Regions from separate parts of the Rattus norvegicus genome. Here region 2 is linked to region 1. The links are chromatin contacts, called in public Hi-C maps. All regions are on one chromosome and are shown on one strand. Each heading gives the region's core, a stretch centred on a gene start, on an enhancer-like site or on the middle of the called end of the contact. The rest is flanking DNA. Distances are from core to core; before and after follow the strand shown. Region 1 holds the start of Mad2l1bp (MAD2L1 binding protein). Region 2 holds the start of Hsp90ab1 (heat shock protein 90 alpha family class B member 1).

Evidence for each region. A called contact is a pair of places that touch in the nucleus more often than the background predicts.
Region 2: a contact with region 1 is called in a Hi-C map of hepatocytes, with 2.1 times the contacts expected there. The contact joins the promoter of Hsp90ab1 here to the promoter of Mad2l1bp in region 1. A contact is called at or near these places in 1 of 12 Hi-C or Micro-C datasets (hepatocytes) and 1 of 1 datasets of contacts at active chromatin or transcription factors (oligodendrocytes).

The regions. Positions count from the first base shown.
Region 1 is chr9:22,327,824-22,332,424 of GRCr8, forward strand. It overlaps Mad2l1bp (MAD2L1 binding protein), which reads left to right and starts at 1,876. Exons shown (of 3, transcript NM_001009699.1): 1 at 1,876-1,936; 2 at 2,317-2,582. The coding sequence starts at 1,882.
Region 2 is chr9:22,928,154-22,932,754 of GRCr8, forward strand. Hsp90ab1 (heat shock protein 90 alpha family class B member 1) reads left to right here and starts at 2,270. Exons shown (of 11, transcript NM_001004082.3): 1 at 2,270-2,314; 2 at 3,540-3,686; 3 at 3,860-4,066; 4 at 4,280-4,439. The coding sequence starts at 3,540.

The DNA of each region.
Region 1 (4,601 bases), core at 626-3,125:
CCTACAAGAGAAACAAGTCATCTATCTTCTTAGTGTGCAGATTTGATTTTGTCCTTAGTAAGTGATAAAAGTGTATATATGTCAAAGAATGTTTTAGGAACCCATTTACGTGTTCGTTAGTCGCTTGGGTTGGACCGGGTTGCACTTTTTGTAATGATGGGAATCAAACCCAGGATTCATGTACTCTCTTAAGCTCAACCCCGTGTCCCTAGCCATGTTGAAATGAGTGTCTTTGATTCATTATCATCACGTTTGACTTGTATACTACCCCACTTTTGACACAGGGATTCTCGGTATAACCCTGGCTATCCTGGCACTCACTCTATAGACCAGGCTGGCCTCAAACTCTAGATCTATCTGCCTCTGCCTCCCCAGTGCTGGGATTAATGGTGTGTGCCACCACGACCAGCCATAACATTTTAAGTTTTATTTTAGGTATACGAGTACACTCTAGCTATCTTCAGACACAACCAGAAGAGGGCATCAGATCCCATTACAGATGGCTGTGAGGCATTAAGCTTGGCAGCAAGCTTCTTTATCTCTGTAGTATCTCCCAGGATTCCTTACTTTGAAAAAGTTTACCCATCCCCCTACATGAGATCAAGTTGAAACTTCATCACTTAGGAAGTCCTGTCATGACCTTGATTCTGTTTATCTACTCCCACCTTAATGATTCAGGAAGGCCTCGAACTCAGAAATCTGCCTGCCTCTGCCTCCTCCTGAGTGCTGGGATTAAAGGTGTGCACCACCACTGCCCATCTAAAAACCTTAACTCTTTTTTTTTTCTTTTTTCTTTTTTTTTTTTTCGGAGCTGGGGACCGAACCCAGGGCCTTGTGCTTGCTAGGCAAGCGCTCTACCACTGAGCTAAATCCCCAGCCCCCTTAACTCTTTATAGTATTGTAAGGGTCCATGATTCGCCGAAGAATTATACCCTGGCCTCAAATAGTATGTAAACACAAAGTGGGTTTTTTTCTGCTGGGGTCTCCCATTACCGAGATAGAAAGACCCGAAGGGAGCTCACAGGTGGATTTAAAGCATCTTAGGGGAATTCCGGGGAGGGGTAAGTGACCTCTATCTCGCTCACTTAATCTCAGCTCTATCTCTAAGGACATTCCTGAACCATTGCTGGGGCTGGGGCTGGGGTCTGGGGGTCTGGAAACTATTGCTGGGGAAGTGTGGAACCTGTTGCTAAGAAGTCTGGAAACTGCTGCTGACTAGGTGGCCGGGCAGCTTCTGATGGCAGGGCAATTTTGACCAGCTGCCTTAAGTCGGGGATTTTTTTTCCCCCTAGTAATTGACTTGCTTGAACCTGCCCGGTTCTTAGGCATACTCTCCTGAACTGCCTATTTGAATTCTCCCACGGAGTCAGCCTAGCATTCTCAGTATAAACTTCTTTGAGTCTTTGAAAAGAGAGTGTATCTCTCAAGATCTCACTAGGATTATCCTTTTTACCCAGTCACAGTACATACATTCCGGAAACCACCCTTTCGGGCACCTAACCCCGCCCTACCCGCTTTGGATCAGGTGCCCCAGGCCAGGCATGAACCTCTTAAGAACAGGGCTGGAGAGTGGCTTGACAGCGGCTGCGTCTCCAGCACCTAGGACAGGGCCCTGGAATGAAGCAGACGCCGGGAGAGTGAGGTGTTCAGGGAACTGGAGTGAATGGATGCGTCCTTAGAAAGGCAGACCCAGCCCTAGAGGGATGAGCCAAGCGCTCCCTGGCCTGGGTGTGGCTCAAGTCTTCTCAGTCCAAGCTTCACCATTCAGCGGCCGTGCTGAGTCCCTTCCGGCTGCTAGGAGCCGGAAGTGGAGTTTAAGCTTCCCATGATCCTTTGCGCGGCGTCTATTTTAACTGCAGGACTACTAAGCTGGCAGTCACGATGGCCGCATCCGGGCAGGAGGATCGGTCGGAGCTGTCCCCTGCTGCTGCCCCAAGTAAGACGTGGGATCCATTACTTGGGAGCTCGCTTCTTCCCTGCTGCTACCTCCCCAGAGACATTTAGTGGTTGACATTTCCTCCGGCGTTCCTTCCTATCCCAGTGGTTCCCGGTGTCCCAGTCCTCCCTGTCTCTGCGAGTTGCCCTGGGTGGAATTTTTCTTCTGTTCTGTTCCTTTGGGTGTCCTGGCCCCAACTCGGAGCAAAGCCTCCCTAAAGTCCCTCTTCTGGCCCTGATGTCATTTAAATCGCCCCCAGCCCGGATCAGGTTTCCTGTCACTTATGGGAGTGTCTGCTGACTGAGCCCCTGGGAACAAGAAACCTAACGCTTATTGTGACATCGCCCCTCCTTTCTTTACCTTTTTCATTTATGGACTAGATTTGGATTGGACTGAGAAACCGGAAGAAACTCGTGCACCCGGGGTAGATCTTGAGACCGTCATCCCGCCAGTCCAGGAACCTTCCAATTCTGTGGAGCCCTTTTGCCCAAGAGACCTGGTACCGGTGGTGTTTCCTGGACCCGTGAGCCAGGAAGGCTGCTGCCAGTTCACTTGTGAACTTCTAAAGCATATCATGTACCAACGCCAACAGCTCCCTTTGCCCTATGAACAGCTGAAGCACTTCTACCAGAAATCTTCTCCCCAGGTATGTACAGGCTTCCTGAGAAAATTCGGAAGACTTATGGGCCCTTAGATGGTGGGCAACTAGAAAAGTGACCTAAGACGTCTCAGCCTCCGTGGAAGTCTAGGCTTTTGCAAAGGCTTCCTTGCCTCATTTTCTCTGCACTTGGGTCTCTGGGTCTCTCACTTTTTTCGCTTGTTCTTTTTCTTTTTTCTTTTTTTTTTTTCCGGAGCTGGGGACCGAACCCAGGGCCTTGCGCTTCCTAGGCAAGCGCTCTACCACTGAGCTAAATCCCCAACCCCTCTTGTTCTTTTTCTGAGATTCTTCCTATTATGTGGTGTATACGGATATTATGGATTTGTTCTTTAATTTTTTATCGGGAATAGGATTTCACTATGTAGTTTAGGCTGGTCTCTGAAACCTGGCTACCTCAACTTCCCCAGTGACTTCTGAGGTCACAAGTGTGCTTCACCACATCTGGCCTTTCCTTAGACTAGATGGTCTCCGTCTGCCTCTTTTTGTCTCTCTTTCCCTCTCTCCCAACCTCCCTCCTTTTTTCCCTCTCCCTGTCCCTCTCCATATCTCCACCTCCTTCCCTCTAGCTTCTCCCTCTCCCCTCCCTTCTCCAAGGCCTCTCACATGCTACAATGCTATGTTACTGAGCTACATCCCCAGACCTGAACCAGCTCTTTACATTTGAAGTTCTTTTTCTTACCACATTTTACCTCTCTTTCTGGTTTTGTTTTAGTGTGTTTTGGAAGAATTTCTAGGTTTCAGATTCTAATGATTTTCTTCATCTTCTCTTTCTTTCCTTCCTCCTCCTCCTCTCCTTTCTTCTTCTCTTCTCCCCCTCCCCTCCCCTTCCCTCCCCCTCCCCTCCCCCTCCCATCTCCTCTCCCATCTCCTCTCCCCCTCCCATCTCCTCTCCCCCTCCCATCTCCTCTCCCCCTCCCCTCCCCCTCCCCTCCCTTTCGCTCTCCTCTCCTTCTTCTATTAAGACAGGGTTTTTTTGTGTTACCTTCATTGTCCTGGAGCTCACTCTATATAAACCAGGCTGGCCTCAAACTCAGAGACAGATCGACCTGCCTCTGCCTCCCGCGTGCATGAGCCATCTCCTGGTCCGATTAGCTTGTGATTTTCAGTATTCCTCCCACCTCAGCCCTGGGGCTGGGATTATAGCTATCATGCCCTTCAGGACCATGAAATTCTATTTTTTTTTTTTTTTTTAAGGATCCTTCCCACTTTCCTCTTGCTCCTCCAAGTGTCTCCTACAAGCCTTTTCCTTTGTGTCTTTCGGCTTTCGTGGTTGGTTGTTTTATGTTGGAATGTTTTACTATCTGGTAAATAGAATAAACTGTTGTCTGATGCCTGAGCCTTATAAGGTAATTATACCATAAGGAGATCTCCTTGGAGAACTCACCGAGGGCCAGGTGTGGTGCTCTAACCCCAGCAGTCGAGAGAGAGGCAGGCAGACAGACCTCTCTCTGAGTTCTAGACCATCCTGGTCTTCACTGGCAGTTCCAGGACAGCTGAGGTACACAGGGAGACCCTGTCTTAACAAGGGAGAGAGAGAGAGAGAGAGAGAGAGAGAGAGAGAGAGAGAAACTGTCCCTTGAGAATTCCTCACACAGGTTTGTGTTCAGTACTGCCCCTATGCCTTCTGCAGTGTCTCTACTGCCTAGGGTTCTGCAGTGTGGACTCTTCTCAAGCTTCTTGCCTTCTGGCCTATATCCTGTATTATTTCCTCCTTCCCTTACTGAATTTCTGTACACAGTATTTTAGGAGGGAGCAGGTACTAGTAACTGTGTGTAATTGAGTGAGTGGGTTTGTGCATTCGTGGGTGCGTGCATTCATGGGTGCGTGCATTTGTGGGTGCAGGGGTGGTGATGGTGCTAGGTACTGTTTTCCACCTCATTGCCTGAGACAGGGTCTCACTGAATCAGAAGCTCAACACTTAGGCTGGCTGGCCCACAAGCTCTCGGGATGTCTCCGCCACACAGTGCTGGATGTGACTGGGTCTTGAGGATTTAAACTCAGATCTTT
Region 2 (4,601 bases), core at 1,020-3,519, 600 kb after region 1:
GCCAAGCTAAAAGGAATTTCTAGGTTGATGCAAACGATTTTTCTGCTCTAATGCAGCAGGGTCTCACTCTTAGCCCACCTCGGCCTGTACTGTGCACTCCTCTTGCCTCCCTGGTGCTGGAATTACAGATGTGCTCAGCCCAGCAAACGTTTCTCATCTGAGAAAGTCAGTCCCAGGAGCCTTGGTCCTGTCATTGCTGGGAGGCAGCCAAAGGGAAACTCTTACCGAGACTCTTGGCCTCCTTCAGACTTGGCTCCCACTCCACTTTCAGAACAGGAAGGACCCTGGGTTTAGGAAGGGTTATTCACGGAACCCTTCCTTTTCCTGTCCATGAAATGTATAGAGTAGCTTTCAACCATTCAGGGGCCAAGTAGAGGCAGTCAGGGCTGTTTGTGGGTCAGGGAAACACTACCCGGGAGCTAAATGTCCAGCTCAGAGATCAGCGTTGAGTTCCTGGTTTCAGATTATGAATCAATCCAACACCCTAGGGCCTTCCTGACAATCCTACTCATATATTGATTTCTTTATGGGAGACACACACACACACACACGCACACACAGACACGCACACACACACACACAGACACGTGCGCGCGCGCGCGCGCACACACACACACACACACACACACACACACACACACACACACACACGCTACAATTAAGGAGAGGATACAGAGGGTGCAGGGTGGGATGATACCAGATGGAGTGGACAGAGGGGCAAGGAAGAAAGCAACTACTGTGTAACAATGAATTCACTTTAGATAGGCTGCATGCAAGCACCGGGAACAAAGGTGTGGGCGGTGGTGCAGGGGCACCGGGCCAGAGCGAGCTAAGAAAGCAGAGGACCATTTACAAAGTGGCCATTCTCTCCAGGAGGGCTCATCAGTCCAACAAGCTTCCAGATGCAGCCTTGGAAAACCGCAAGGCTAGATTGCCAGCTGAAGGACAGGCAAGGCATGGCGGGTCACCTCCAGAACCAAAACACTGGTGCAACTTGGTTCTGGCTCCTGGAACCCGGCCAACCTGTGACCAGCATCTTCATGCGGATACCTTAGAGCTCTCGTTAATCTGCAAAGACCGTGACCTCCTCCTCTCTAGGTTCAAAGAGCTGCAGTAGGGAAGAGGGCTAGCTAGAAAAGCGAAACCAGCTTGAGAAACAGCTTGTGCTCGCAAAGGGAAGGCACATGTCCCCGCGCGCCTTGTACGTGGGCGACCCGGGAGGCTGAGGGTTGGGGAGTGTTCTACCCAGTAGCGTTCGGTTTCCCGTCTCTGTTCACAGAAAGGTGTCCGCAGTCACTCACCCCCACAGCCCCCGTGCCCTGTGACCGATCCAGGTCAGCCATCCCTCCCCCCTCTGCGCTCCACACCTCCACAGTAATGTGGGCCTTCCAGGGCCACGAGTCGTACAAACGTAGCCCATGGTACAGAGACTTGGGGAAAATATTTCCCCAGGTTAAGATCGTGGCAGAGAAAAAGAACCAGCCGAAAGGCGATGAAGACACAGCCCCCGCCGCAGCAGGGGAGGTGGAGCCTCGGGGGGAGGGGTTGAGACCGCCGAGACAGGCCTAGAAACTGCTGGAAGAAATCGAAGCACCGCCACTGCTGCTCCTTCCGCCACAGGCCGCCAAAGAGTCCCTGCTAGCCCAGGCCCGCGCCCCTCCCCTCGGAGAAGCTGCTCCCCGCCTGCCGCTTCGCTGTACCGGGGAGGGTGGGGATCAGGGACTCCTTAAAGTTGGACAACGAATTTCTTATCATCCTTTTCTCTCGATGTGCGATTTGTAGGGAACATTCTAGTAAGATCGGGTCTGAAAATGGCAGCCGAATTGGTCACCTCCGTTCTCTTTCAGAAGTCCCTTGAGGACTGGACTCTTGAGGGTGGGAGCGCCTACATCGAATTTTCTGCGCGAGTCCGTGGGGTATTCGCCGCAGATACATCCCCTAATAGCATATGCATGCTCCCTGGCCATCTTGAGGGCTACATGTCCTACTCATGCAGAAATGAGGGTACCAAACGCTATTGAATTGGCCTTGACTCGCAGCCCAGGCCCGGGGTCCCGCTCTTCCCCGCCCCCTCCCCGGTCTGCGAGCATGACGTCAAGGTGGGCGGGCGGTGGCAGGTGCGTGGCTGGCAGCCACTCCTTTAAGGCGGAGGGATCCAAGGGCGGGGCTAGGGCTGTGCTTCGCCTTATATAGGGCGGTCGGGGGCGTTTGGGAGCTCTCTTGAGTCACCCCCGCGCAGCCTAGGCTTGCCGTGCGAGTCGGACGTGGTCCGGGCCCACCCTGCTCTGTACTACTACTCGGCTTTCTCGTCAAGGTAAGGCCGCGCTCTCCTGTACTTGGCGGCTCCGTGGGTCTTCTTCCTGGGGTCTCCGCCAACATCTCATCTGAACTAAAGGCTCCTTGTTGGGCTGGGCGGTCTGCGGGGATAATGTGCCTAGAATGTCTCCAGTGGCTCATGGTGGACCCCGGCGGGCTTGCACCGCGAGGCTCCCCCGGGGCCGGTGGATTCCCCAGAGCGTGAGGTGGGGGTGCGGCCGGGCCAGGTGGTGGGCGGCCGCACGTGGTAGCCGCCGACCCGGGACGCTGCCATGTTTGCCCTCCACTTCCGGGCGCGGCTGCAGGGTCCATAGGGTCCGCGCGGTGGCGGGCTGCTATGTGCATGACTCAGCAAGACGAGGTTGGCCTGGCTACCTCCCCCGGACGCGTTTCCCAACGTGTTTTGTTCTGGGGAGGGGTACAAGGGTTGGCAGGAACGCTTGAACCCACTGCGTTTGTCCCTTTCCAGATCTTTCTGCTGCCCTCCCCGTGGAGTGGGAGGAGAAACGGGGAGGGAGCAGGTACGGGGAGATTCTTAGGTCCCTCCCTTACTCCTCCCCTCCCGGGAGCTCAGATTGTTCTGGAAGCCTCGGGCGCCCCGCCCCAGTGCCCGGATGCTGGGGCGGTGGGAGGGCTACAGTGGCGCCCCCTCCCCGTGAGTCTCCTGGCGACGCATGTCCGGGTCGCCGGACGGCTGGGCCACCATTTTACTTGTGTTTGGGCCTATGCAAGTCTGCACAGTTCAGCGTTCATGGTGGAGCTTTTTACCTCTTTGTCCTGATTTAATTGCCCTTTGAGTCCTTCCAGAACTATAGCTTCGGGTTTTCTTGCCCTGCCGAGGGGAAGAGCACAAATCCGTTTACGGGAGGCTGCTCTTTCTGTTAAAGTTGATACTTAACCCCAGTGAAGAATGAAGAAGAAATTGGGGATCTTATTGTATAGTTAACTCAGTCTGGATTTTTACTATATCGGCAGGTGTTCTGTTCTGAGTCAGGGAGCTGAACTCTTAATATGCCGTTCAAAAAGTCTGACATTTGGACATTAGTTTGAAGAGCCATCCTTTGGGTTTTTTTCCATTCTTGATTTGTCTTGCCACTGTAGCTTTAAGGTCTTTCTTTTATTTCTTTCTTTTTTTAAACAAATGGCGGTTCTAGTCTTGGGAATGGGTACTACCCAGATTAAAGAAGTTTGAACTGAACTTTTAATAAGACTTTCATTCTTAGATGCCTGAGGAAGTGCACCATGGAGAGGAAGAGGTGGAGACCTTCGCCTTTCAGGCAGAAATTGCCCAGCTGATGTCCCTCATCATCAACACTTTCTACTCAAACAAAGAGATTTTCCTCCGGGAGTTGATCTCTAATGCTTCTGATGTGAGTGTTCTGTTGAATTTCTAAGACGCCACAGAAGAGTGTGAGTGAGTGAGTGAGTGTGAGAGAGAGAGAGAGAGAGAGAGAAGCAGGGAGTGATTAGAGTAATCCAGCAGTTGATGAGAAGGAACTGTTTGGATAAATGGAATAAGTGGCTGTGTACGTGTACATTACAGGCCCTGGACAAGATTCGGTATGAGAGCCTGACTGACCCTTCCAAGTTGGACAGCGGGAAAGAGCTGAAGATTGACATCATCCCCAACCCTCAGGAACGCACGCTGACTTTGGTGGACACAGGCATTGGCATGACCAAGGCTGACCTCATAAATAACTTGGGAACCATTGCTAAGTCTGGTACAAAGGCGTTCATGGAGGCTCTCCAGGTGCGTGTGTGGCCTTCCACCCATGCCATTCTCAATTTGTTACTGCTTCTGGCTTGCTAATTTAAAACTTGTCAGACTAGGATGTGTGGTCTGTCTTTCTAATAAGTACTTGTGGCCTAGATTCTGGAAGTTGAACTGATTACTACACTTGCTCAGCAAGCGGTTGTGCTTGTACAAGAACAGTTTTGCTCACTCTCTTACAACCCTTTGCAGGCTGGTGCAGACATCTCCATGATTGGGCAGTTTGGTGTCGGCTTCTACTCTGCCTACCTGGTGGCAGAGAAAGTGGTTGTGATCACGAAGCACAACGATGATGAGCAGTATGCCTGGGAGTCTTCTGCTGGTGGATCCTTCACTGTCCGTGCAGACCACGGTGAGATGGCAGTCTACGTTGGGTTGGTAGAATTCTCTGGGGGAAAGCCAGAAAGAAGCAGCCTTAATAGTTACTGTACTCTATAAAAGTACATTTTTGAGGGGTGAATGGCAGCACTTGGGACATGGCATACACGGGTGGTGGGTGAGTTGAGGCAAGCCA